Regions from separate parts of the Mus musculus genome. Here region 2 is linked to region 1. Evidence: chromatin contacts called from public HiChIP or PLAC-seq data. All regions are on one chromosome and are shown on one strand. The core of a region is the stretch at or near the end of the contact, and the rest is flanking DNA. Distances in the headings are between cores, read along the strand shown.

Region 1 (2,766 bases), core at 100-2,599:
TGTTCCATCCAGTAGCTGACTGTGAGCATCCACTTCTGTGTTTGCCAGGTACCAGCATAGCCTCACAAGAGACAGCTATATCAGAGTCCTTTCAGCAAAATCTTGCTGGCATATTGCAATGGTGTCTGCTTTTGGAGGCTGATTATGGGTCTCTAGCTGCATATGTAGCAGAAGATGGCCTAGTCAGCCATCATTGGGAAGAGAGGTCCCTTGGTCTTGAAAACTTTATATTCCCCAGTACAGGGGAACACCAGGGCCAAGAAATGGGAGTGGGTGGGTAGGGGAGGGTGGTATGGGGGACTTTCAGGATAGCATTTGAAATGCAAATGAATAAAATACCTAATAAAAATGGAATGAAAAAGAGAGAGATAGCTGCTGCCCACTTTGGCTCTAAGGAAAAAGAGTCATGGGACATAGAGAGTCTTGGTAACTCTCCTCTCTATAAAAGTCTATGAAAATTCCCTCAATAAACATGTTTTTTCCAAAGTACATAATATACTAGCTCACCTATAATTTTGAAAATATATTATTTTGCTTCCATAGTTGCTCCTTTATCTAAAAATTTATTGTATCTACTCCAAAACTCAGCCAAAATAATAAATCTTTCTGCCCAACCCTAGGAATGACTCAGTACATAAATAATATTATATGTGGCTTTGGATGTATGAAACTTCATCTTCCTTGATTTTGTTTTTCTATGTAAGGCATAAAATGAAACTTAACATACAATATAATAAATAGTTTGTTTTGAGTAAGAATATTTTTTTCAAAACCAATAATTCTGTCCTTACCTTTCATAAGTTTTAATTTTTGTTGTTTTTCATGAAATTTGGAAGGCTAACTTTATATTACATTTGTGTTCCTATCTGTTGTCAGGCAATCTAAGCTTTGTTGTTGCCACAGACAGCAGACGGGCAAGCATTATTTATCCACTGACTTTGAAATGAGCAATGGCTTGACTTCAAACATTTATTTTATTGGCCAAGTACCTCAGGGTAGGGCCTTTCCTCATTTGTTGTTTGCATATACATTCTCTGGTGATGTTAAGGAAGCAAAAGGTCTAAGTCAAATGTTATTCTTAGAATCAAAACTCATGTTCATAATATGTGTGGCTGGCATTCAATACTTAGTGTCTTACATTACATGACACTGAAACAAAAAAATTTACGTACTTAAAATAATCTATTTACACCTTTGTTAACTGATCTAAATGTTAGCAACCATTATCAGATAGCTAGATATGCAGTTTTATTGAAACCAAGTTACTGCTTATTCTAGCTTCAACTGTCAACTTCACACACACTTGATTTCTCAGAAGGGAAACACAGCTGGGGAATTCCCTAGACCAAATTGGCCTGTAACCATGTGGGTGGGGGATTGTCTTGATTTCTAACTGGCAATGGAGAGCTCAGCCCTCTGTGGGTGTTATAATTTTTTGGACAGGAGGTCCTGAGCTGTATGAGGAAGCCAGCTGAGGATGAGCCTCCATGAGTCAAGAAGCACCTTTCCCCTGGAGTTTCTGCTGTACTCACTTGGATGCGCTTTAGTTACCTAGTCCAGAGAAACACTGCATAAAATAGAAAGTAGGCTTGACTTTGATTTCCTGCCTGGACTTCCAGCAGTGATGGACTATGACCTGACAACATAAATCAAATAGAAGCTTTTACCTACTAAGTTACTTTTGGTCAAAGTGCCTTATCCCAGCTACAGAAATGAGATAGACCCTGTTTTAATGTGCAATTTAAAGTTGTGGTCATTGGCCTTTGCCCAAAATTGAAATGACTCTTTAGAAGCATGAGAATGTTGCTGCTAGTTGAGTTTGATTATGCTTATCAGCAAAAAGTGGAAAGATAATTGAACTGCATTTATAACACACACACACATACACACACAAGCACACAGACAAACATACACACACACACACACACACACACACACGGCCTTGGACATCCACTTTGAGCATATCCAGACTCCCCTCAGCACACTATGTATTTGTTCTGTGATGTGATTTGTTCTGTTCCACTTGTAGTCCCCACATTTTATACAGATTTACTGTAGGGTTGTGCTAAAATGCATGCACTTAACAACTGTGATCAACTTTTAACAAGTAGTGACTACTCACATTGGGTATGTCTCCTGCTCTGTTTCCTCACACACTGATTTTGTCTTGTAACCAGGGACCACTGAACAGTTGCATAGAGGTTGTGTTATAATGTAAGTGACAACATTGCCATGTTGGCTAATATTTTTAAAGTTTTAAAAGAAGTGATCAAGTCAATAACACTTAAATATCAGGACAATGAGTGTAGTCCATAGATTGTGCAGGAAAATGCAAGTAGTAAATTTTGACTAAAATTGGCGAGTTCTGAGTCATCACTGGTTCTGAAGGTGATGGCAATGGGCAGTGGGAGAAATAGGTTCTTATTGCAATGAGAGAGTGGAGTGATAGGGTCCTTAAAGGAAGTCCAGCATACTCACCTTGTACAGAGACTGGAGAACTACATACAAGATGTTGCTCTCATGAACAATGGAAAAAATTACCAGTGGAAAGAAGAGAGAAGCAGGCATGGGGGAGAATGCCTACCAAGCCTTAGCAACTAGCTATTAGCTGAAAATGCAGGAGGAAATTAAAGCAGCTCTCTAATTGAAGAATTGTTTCCAAATAGCTTCAAAATCACTCCAAATAAATACTTCAAATTATTTCATAATTTACCAATAAAATTTGAAGAAAATAGTATAAAACTGAATTGGGTACAAGTTTAAGAT
Region 2 (2,821 bases), core at 272-2,771, 99 kb before region 1:
ACCTTATTTCCTGTTGAGAAAAAAGATATATTCACATATTCATAAATTAAATATAGGGAAAATTTCCCAATCCACCTTGAAAAGCTCAGACCACATAAGTAAAGATCAATAAATCCATATTTCTAATTAGTGTTTTTTTTCAACTTGACAAAAACCTCAACATATCTAGGAAGAAGGAATCATAATTGAGAAAATGCCTCCATAAAACTGGGATTTCTGCAAGTCTGTGAGACTATTTTTTTGTTAACGATTGATGTAGGAGAGACAAGGACAACATAGACAGTGGCACCACTGAACAGGTGGCCCTGGGGTGACCAAGAAAGCAAGCTGGCCAAATATTAAAGACAAAGACAATAAGCAGCATTCTTTCATGATCTCTGCTTTAGTTCTTCCTCTATATTTCTTCCTTGAGTCCCTACCTTGATATGGATCCTATGATCGGCACATATACACTGAAGTAAACCCCTCCTCAAGTTGATTTTGGTCAGCATCTGTTATAAGAGTAATGCAAATCAAAGATATCTATCAACAGTAACAGTTGTTGTTATTATTATTATTATTATTATTATTATTATTATTATTATAACAGTATTGTCTGTGAACAAACAATACTGTAGCAATGAAAAAAACCAGAATACACATCTAGAAAATAGACACAGAACTTTCAAGCTTCCATTTGCAAAGACTTAAGAGAAAGAGCCTTACCCTATGTCAAGAAAAAGTCAGCAATGTATACAATCAAAACTTTCCAAAAATGTTGAAAGGTCATCAATCAATCTGAATCTAGAAAACACATTGGACCAAGAATGAGGAGAAGAATGCCAGGCCACACACTGGTAGTAAAAACTCAGTCAGAATGTTTGATGAATTACTAATAGTCAGTTCAGAGGTAGCATCAGATATACAAGACCCACAAGTCAAGGGTTGTCTAGACTCATTAATAGATTCTCTGTCTTAGGCATCACTCAGGTACTTATAAAAAAAAACACCACAGAGCTGAGTGGGTGTCTAGAGACTGCACCTCTTTGTGACACATACCCATGGGAGGAAGAGCAGTCATCTCAGAAAAAGAACATAGCACTACCCTCATCACATCCAAACAGTGCAGAAATAACAGGTCCGTCCATGATGCTACACACCTAGACCCATTGCAATTATGTAGTGGAAACAGATAAAGAGAGGGAAATCTCAGGAGACAGGGTCAGTAAGGACTTTCACATGCTTTATTACAGTGCTCCAAGATCAAAGAGCTTACTATGTGGTGTGGGCTCTAAGGTGTGGGCTCTAAGAAGATAGTAGAGGACATTCCTACCTGACTCCTACCCCCACCTCAACAGACTACCGAGTGCTAATGATACTTGCACACCACTAGTAGAGACACGACAGCATTGAACAGTGAACTTCTCTCCCAGCAAAAGCCTAAAGTTGAGAGCAGAGAGCAAAGTTTCCATTCATTCAGCCCTCCCTCTACTAAGTAATAGCAACACCAAAGGAACATGCAGTTAGTTCAGTTATGCACTGAGGGTTGTCATAGAAACTATACCAAAGCCCTGCTAAGCTACTTACTAGACTGATTCCACCTCCTCTGTACAAACAGTAAAGGCTTAGAAGTAAAACTGGGATGTCTACCTCTAGTCATGAACACTCTTTTGCTGAGACTCAACTGTTCTACATAGCACACAGATAAGGAAGAAGAGGTAAATGAACAAGGAAAAGTAGGAGGAGCAGGGAAAGGAGCAGGAGAAAAACGAGGAAGAAAGGAGGAGGAAGAGGATGGGAAGAACAAGGGGAAGAGCAGAAGAAGCAGGGAGGGGGAGCTAAAACAAGAAAATTATTTTAAGAAAAAAATGTAGGAATGTCATCTAAAAAGTCAGATCTAGACAGTACACAAATGCTGAAACGATCAAAAACCAAATCAAAAGAGATAATTCTGAGGCTATAGCAGAAAATTCTACACAACTACATGAGAAATGTTAGCAAAGACAGAAACAGCAAAACAAATAAAGTTAATATTAAGAATGTAAAATACACTGAGTAGCACAATGAAGACTGTTTCTGGCAGACTGATGTATAACTGTGTCATAACCTACAAACTAGGAAACCAGAACATAGGTCAGTAGAATCCACCCAAACAGAGTCATGGAAAGCAAAGAGACTGGTGACATGTGGGTGACAACACCAAGCACATTCTATCTCTCAGGGGAGAGAATGGAGCAAATATTTGAGGCAGTACTGACTGAGATTGCTCCAAAAATGATTAAAGGCATTGACACACATATCCAAGCTCAGCAAACATTATAAAAGATAATAGACCCCTATACACCAGTAGGCATATCTCTCTCTCTCTCTCTCTCTCTCTCTCTCTCTCTTCTCTCTCTCTATGTCTCTCTATCTTTCTCTGTATCTCTCTGTCTCTCTGTCTCTGTCTCTCTGTCACACACACACACACACACAGTATAAGTCTTATTCATAGCATTGAACACCAATCACAGGGAAAATCCAAGCAAAAGAAAACAAGTTGAGAAACACAATGGCTTCACGCTAGAAGCTATGCATTACAGAAAAAAACAAATGGTGTCTTCTGTGTTCTGAAATTAGAAAACCCATCAACCCAGCATTCTACACAAGGAGGAAGCAACTGCTAAGTGCTGTTGTGTGCTAACAGCTCTTATCCAGAAATAATGAATGACAACCTCATTATCAGCATTTCAAAAAACCTTAAGAGAAGTTCTTCAAGCATAACAGACACATGCAGGTCTATGAAATAAATGAGCAGCTCCAGGATGGCACAAAGAAAATAGAAGTTAACTTCATTTCCTCT

What was found. HiChIP or PLAC-seq counts read pairs in DNA pulled down with a chosen protein or histone mark.
Region 2: a contact with region 1 is called in a BATF HiChIP or PLAC-seq map of CD8 T cells, with 11 read pairs. The contact joins two enhancer-like sites. A contact is called at or near these places in 1 of 15 datasets of contacts at CTCF or cohesin (CD8 T cells), 3 of 484 Hi-C or Micro-C datasets (cortical neurons and regulatory T cells), 2 of 115 datasets of contacts at active chromatin or transcription factors (CD8 T cells and Th2 cells) and 2 of 9 other capture datasets (adipose tissue and liver).

The regions. Positions count from the first base shown.
Region 1 is chr8:81,634,969-81,637,734 of GRCm38.p6, reverse strand. The region is part of intron 2 of Inpp4b (inositol polyphosphate-4-phosphatase, type II); the gene reads right to left. Among named protein-coding and RNA genes, the nearest start is that of Gm51582, 290 kb to the right of the region's middle. Within about 2 kb of position 1,349, at least 33 of the 459 cell types and tissues checked have an H3K27ac peak or open chromatin away from gene starts, as enhancers often do. A contact at or near this core is called in CD8 T cells, Th2 cells and regulatory T cells, where this site is marked.
Region 2 is chr8:81,734,516-81,737,336 of GRCm38.p6, reverse strand. All of the region lies in intron 3 of Inpp4b (inositol polyphosphate-4-phosphatase, type II), which reads right to left. Among named protein-coding and RNA genes, the nearest start is that of Gm51582, 390 kb to the right of the region's middle. Within about 2 kb of position 1,521, at least 18 of the 459 cell types and tissues checked have an H3K27ac peak or open chromatin away from gene starts, as enhancers often do. A contact at or near this core is called in CD8 T cells, Th2 cells and regulatory T cells, where this site is marked.